Regions from separate parts of the Sus scrofa genome. Here region 2 is linked to region 1. The links are chromatin contacts, called in public Hi-C maps. All regions are on one chromosome and are shown on one strand. The core of a region is the stretch at or near the end of the contact, and the rest is flanking DNA. Distances in the headings are between cores, read along the strand shown.

The links. Hi-C and Micro-C count contacts between places; a contact is called where the count stands out from the background.
Region 2: a contact with region 1 is called in a Hi-C map of embryonic fibroblasts, with 2.9 times the contacts expected there. The contact joins the enhancer-like site here to the promoter of FOXF1 in region 1. A contact is called at or near these places in 2 of 5 promoter capture datasets (fetal skeletal muscle and liver), 23 of 47 Hi-C or Micro-C datasets (alveolar macrophages, brain, embryonic fibroblasts and 14 more) and 2 of 2 datasets of contacts at active chromatin or transcription factors (alveolar macrophages and skeletal muscle).

Annotation. Positions count from the first base shown.
Region 1 is chr6:2,596,673-2,599,601 of Sscrofa11.1, forward strand. It overlaps FOXF1 (forkhead box protein F1), which reads right to left and starts at 1,450. Exons shown (of 3, transcript XM_021093697.1): 1 at 747-1,450; 2 at 1-111. The coding sequence starts at 77.
Region 2 is chr6:2,937,578-2,940,506 of Sscrofa11.1, forward strand. No RefSeq gene overlaps it. Among named protein-coding and RNA genes, the nearest start is that of IRF8, 120 kb to the right of the region's middle. Within about 2 kb of position 1,369, at least 5 of the 83 cell types and tissues checked have an H3K27ac peak or open chromatin away from gene starts, as enhancers often do. A contact at or near this core is called in alveolar macrophages, embryonic fibroblasts and undifferentiated spermatogonia, where this site is marked.

The sequences.
Region 1 (2,929 bases), core at 200-2,699:
GACGCGGGATCCATGGCCGCGCCGCCTCCCCCGCCGCCGCCGTGCGGTGGCTGCTGCTTCTCGGGCGCCGAAGACATCGGGTGGCTGCTGCCGCCGCCGCCGCTGCCGCCGCTGCTCTGCGCCGCGGACAAACGGGGAGGAGGAGGAGGAGGAGGAAGAGGAGGAGGGGGAGGAGGGGGAGGGGGCTGCGCGCGCGGGGCTGGCTGCACCTCTGCCGTCATCCGCGGCCACTTCTCCCGAGCGAGCCTCGGCGCGCCCTCCCCCGCCTGCGCGCTCGTCCTCCCCGAAGAGCTGCTGGATCCGCGGGCGGTTGGCTCACAGCCCCCTCTCTCCCCAGCTCCCTCCTCCCCCACCTACTCTCCTCCCTCTTTCTCTCTCGCCCTCCCACAAGGGAAGGAGCCGAGCGGAGGCTGAGAGCAGCCTCTTTGCAGCCTGGGCGGAGGCCGCGAGGAAGCCCCCCCCCCCACCGTTTTGGGGGGAGGCACCACCTCTCGGGCCTGCGGCTGTGCGCCCCCGCGGGGAGCACCGTTCGGTCCCCGCCACCCGCGGCGCTCGGCTCCTAGACTCCAGCCGAGGCCGCCCTTTCTGCCTCGTCTCTCAGCGGCGTCTCACGGGCCAGAGTAAGACCCTCCAGGAGTTCCCTCCCCTCCCTGCCCCCCTCCGGCCCCCTCGGCGGTGGGCGCTTAAAGGGCCCCCACCCTCGCCGCCCAGCGGCCGCCGGCAGAACCCGCCCCGCCTGCACCAACCTGGCGAGCAAGTGTTAATGCGCCCTCCGCCCGCCGTTCAGCCCAGCTGCGCGTAGGCCCCCGCCTTCCCTGCTCGGGCGGTGCGGAGGAAAAGGCGCCCCGGTACCCGGGCCTTCCCGGAGCCGTACTGCTCGGTGGCAAATCGCAGCTGTAGCGGAGGCCGGGGCCGCCGGGTCGGGGCCATCGTGGGCACAGTCGGCTTGGCTACGGGTCCCCGGGTCCCCGCGGCCGGCGGGCGTGTGTTCCCGCGAGGGACCGCCTACCCCTTCTCCCCGCCCAGGGAAGGACTGCGCCGCGCCCGGGACTTTTCGGACTCGCCCAGCAACGCGCAAGCAGGCGGGCAGCCGGCGGAGCCGAGCGCGGGCGGAAAACGAAAGCGCAGGGCGGGTCGTTCCCGCTTTGTCTCCGGCGCCGCGGGCGGTTCGGGGAGCAAGTGAGAACCGCTGGCCCTGCGGGGACCCACACTTCCCGGGCTCCCGGACCAAGCGACCCGGCTCATTCCCTCACTCGTGCGCACACATACAGACACGGACGCACCCACGCGTGCGTTCCCAGTCGCGCACACGCGGCGCTCAGGCATGAGCGTTCCCACTCACGCGCTCGCCCACGCACGCACGAAAGGCCCACAGGAGCGTCAGTTTGCATCCAGTCCCACTCGTGTGTACACTAGCCACACTCTGATCTGAGTCCACACAACTCAGTTGGACACCCCCCCAACACACACACACACACACACACACACACACACACACACACACACACTGAAAACCCGCCTATTTGGCCCCGCAGCCCCGGTGTCCCCACTTCCAAGAGCAGATTCCGATTTCTCGCAGATGGTAAAGGCCCTGGCAGGAAGTTTACATGGCTCAACGTAAACAAGTTCTGGGGGGGATTCTTTAATAATAATAATAGAGAATTCCGCGTGCGCGGGGGGGAGTTGGCCTAATGCCCCTGTGGGCTCGGCCTGCCGCCGCCACGGGGGCCTCTGACACTGCGCGCCAGGCCAGGTTCCGGAAGGCAGCCTGCGCGGGCGGGGAGCGCGGGCCCGGGAGGCCCCCGCGCGCCGGGCTGCCTGCAGCAGGGGGCTCGCACGAACGTCTTCCCCCGCCAACCTCCCAGCGCTGGGGTGCGGGCTAGGACGGGGTGGGGGGACAGTGGCGCCCAGCGCGGAACAGCGCAGGAGCCGGGCGCAACGCCGCACGCGGGGACCCAGGTGAGTGCTGTTTGATTGCTCACAGACTTGGGAGGAGCGAGGCGAGGGGTGTTTTCTCGGGTCCACGACGGGACCCTGAACGCAGTGCCCTGGCGCGAGCTGGGGGCGAGAGGCGGATGCCAGGCTCGGAGTGCGGCCCGCGGCGCTTTTCAAAGCCTGTGGGCCCCTCGGATTCTCCGGCCTCCTTGTCACCCGGGACCTGCCTCCTCGCTCCGACGCCTTCAGCCGAGGCGGTAGACGCCTGGTCACCTTCAGGGCGCCTGGCACGTCCGTGTGAGGAGCAGGGGGTCTCGGCTGTGGTCGGTCCCGGCCGAGCGCGCGCTCTCTCGGGAGACCAGAGAGCCACCTTCTCTGCGCAGCGCTTCCGCCTGGCTCTCCCGGCCTCGGCGCGGCTGGGGAAGGCTCCGTGGGGGAGGTGGCCGAGTCGAGTGCGGTTGTATCTTCGCGCAGGTAGCCGTGCGGGCAGACCCAGTCCCGCTTCCCAGCGCCCAGCCAGCGCCCACCGACCACAGGCACACACTGAGCACCGCGCACGGCCTCCCTACCTCTTCCCAGCGAAGGCGCCTCGCGCAGCTCAGGCGCCCCAACCCTCGCGCCCACGCTCAGGCCTGCCCACCGCCGAGGACGCGTTTGCGGTTGTGTGCACACACTCCTGCCCTTTTGCGTTCACCCACGCACAGCCAGCCGCACGTGCACACGCAGTCGCACGCCTGGCCGCTCCACGCGCCCGCGCGCACACGTCCCCACACGCATTCTCACAGGCTCTCCCCGTCACTTTATTTTTTCCGCCAAACGGCAGCTGCAGGATAGGAGGCCCCGCGGCGCCGCCGCCGGGAGGGAAGTTCCCGCGAAGGGTCGCTACCTCCAGCTGCTGGGAGCACATCTGGCTTTTAAAAGAGAGGCGAGCAGAGGAGGTTGCCCGGCTCCCAAGCCAGCCTGGGGTGCAGCGCAAAGCCCCGAAACTCCCAGA
Region 2 (2,929 bases), core at 119-2,618, 340 kb after region 1:
CCGGAAGTGCTTTTCCATGGGCGCAAAGAGGACGTCTGTCAACCCTGACGGCTTTTTCAATGAACCCCCAGGATTGGGGATCTTCCGGAGCACCTATTAAAGGGCTGTGAGCCTGAAAAGATAGGGAATGTCTCAGGAACTGATGCAGAACGTTCTCTGTGACCTTCGTGTGTGTCTGTGCCTATGCGTGCTGCCCAGAGACCCTCGTGACTCCTCCCTGCGGGGCGAGGGGCGCTGGGGACCGGAGCCCGGGGGGAGAGAAAATTAAATATGAACCCCTGAAGGAGACAGACCGTGGAATAGTCATCTGAGCCCCCAAGGGAGAAGTGGGGGGGGGGTCTAATATCTATTCGATAGGAAAGGGGTGAAGGGGAGGAGAGGAGGGGAAAGAGAACAGCCTTCTGGAAATCTTGGCCAAATTTGATCGTATAGCAGGTATCACATGCTCTGTGGGGAGGGCCCTGGAATGAGCTAGAAAAGGGCCAGAGACCTGTTTTTGTAGCTTTTTACCTACTGTGGCCCACCCTGGAGAGATCCAGTGGACACATGACTTAACAAAATCCTGCTGACCACGGCAAGCACTTCTCGGACACCAGCAAGAAAAGATGAGGGAAGTTTCTGATTTGGGGTGTGTTCTGGCCTTTGGCCACCAGCTCCACCCGTGCCCCAGGCGAGGTCCCTGGGCAGTGCCCCAGCTAACGCTGCAAGAATGACCTGGAGCAGGTGGTATTTGCTCGGGAGTGTGGCTCTTGACCTGGCCTGCCTCCCAGCCCTGCCAGGCGGAGGGGCCTCCCACCCGCAGGCCTTGCTCAGCTCCAAGAGGAAGAGAAATGCTCCCAGCAATCAATTCAGATATTTCCCCCTGCAGGTGCCAGGGCCCTCCTCCACACACCTCCACCCACACACCCTCAAGAAGAGCGCATTCTACAAGTGTTCCTCAGGACTCGCCTCCGACAGAACGGAGGTGGGGAGCCAACAGGAAAAAGGCGGCTGGCTCTTGGAATTCATCCTCAAGGGCATCTCACACACTGATAAAGGAAATCCAGATTCCTACAGTGATGGGGTCCTGAGCTGCTGGGGTATTACTCATCCACAGCCTTAACCAGGGCCTTTGACCTGGCCCCCTGCACTGCTTGGAATTCAACCAAGGAAGCCATTTGATGAGCAAAAAGATGTAACTCCGAGGATGTTTAGCTCAACATGGTTATGATAGCGAATAATGGGAAACAGCCTAAATATCCCACAGGCAGGGCTGGATGATGTAAATGAGGATATAGTCATAGGATGCAGTGCTTCCACAGCCATTAAAAGTGTGGGTATGGGAGTGCTTTTGAGGATGTGGAAATACGTTCAAGATGCTGTTAAATGGAAAAAGGAAGTTACAAAATACTAAATGTAACATGACTCTGATTTTGTAAAACACTGAATGTACATGACATATATACCAAGAAAATGTTTGCAATGTCATTTGGACTATGTGCCAAAATATTTACAGGATTATTTCCAAAGGGTAGGATTACAGGTGATTTTGTAAAACTTGTTCTAATTTTGTGTGAAATAACAGTTCTTGACCTTTTTAAAGGTAGGGTTTGCGTACAAGGAAATGTGCTCATTGCCAGTGTACATTTCAACAAATTTCAAAAAACTTATACCATATATGTAAATATAACCAGTAACAGGTTATAGAACCTCCCATCATCACCCCAGAAAGTTCCCTTGAACCCCTCTTCAGGCAACCCCTGCCCTCTCCCCCAGTCCTGGCCCTAGACAACCATTGGTCTGCTTTCTATCACTAAATTAGATTTGTCTCTTCTAGAGTTTCAAATAAGGGGAATCATACTATATATTCTCTTCTGCGGATGCCTTCCTTCACTCAGTGGTATGTTTTTGAGATTCACCCATGTTCCTTGTATCAGTAGGGTTTTGTTTTTTCCTTTTTAAGCTGAGTAGCAGTCCGCTGTATGAATATGCCATACTTTTTATCCATTTACCTCCAGATAAGGATTTAGACTGTTTGAGGTTACTATACCAAAGTTTTTGTGAGTGTTGCTGTTGAAATCTTTCTGTGGTCCTGTTTTTATTTCTTGAGGAAGTGTTAGTTTTCATGGTGAAGGTATATTTGGTTCCATAAGAAAGTATGAAACTCTTGGAGTTCCCATAGTGGCTCAGCAGAAACGAATCTGACTAGCATCCATGAGGACGCAGGTTTGATCCCTGGCCTTGCTCAGTGGGTTAAGGATCCAGCATTGCTGTGAGCTGTGGTGTAGGTCTCAGACATGGCTCAGATCTTATGTTGCTGTGGCCGTGGTGTAGGCCAGCGGCTACCGCTCCAATTCCAACCCCTAGCCCACTTCCATATGCCGCAGGTGCAGCCCTAAAAAAAAGAAAAGAAGAAGAAAAGAAAGAAATTATGAAACTCTTTTCCAGTGCTGTTGTAAACTTGGGCATATGCCCATGAGCAGTAGGGATTCTAATTGTTCCAGCTTTGCCAGTAGTTGGTATCGATAGCCATTCTAACGGCTGAGCATCTCCGTGTGTTTTAATTTAATTCTCTGATAATTAGTGAGGTTGAGCACCTTCCCTGTGCTCTCTGACTCTCCAGGTATCTTTTTGTGTGTCAGTACCACACGTTCACACATTTCTAATAATTATTCCTTTTTATGGTATTGTTGGCTTCTTCTTATTGAGCGTAACAGGTTTTTGGGGTGTTTTTGTTTTTAATATGCTAGATACAAATCCTTCATCAAATATACACACTGTGACTTTTTTGTCCCAGTCAGTGACTGGGATAGACTTTTTTATTTTCTAAATGGTATCTTTTGAAGAACATAAGTTTAAAACTTTAAATTCAATTATCGCTGTTTTTCTTTTATGGTTAATGCTTTCAGCGCCTTATCTAAGACATCTTTGCCTATCCCAAGTTCATAAA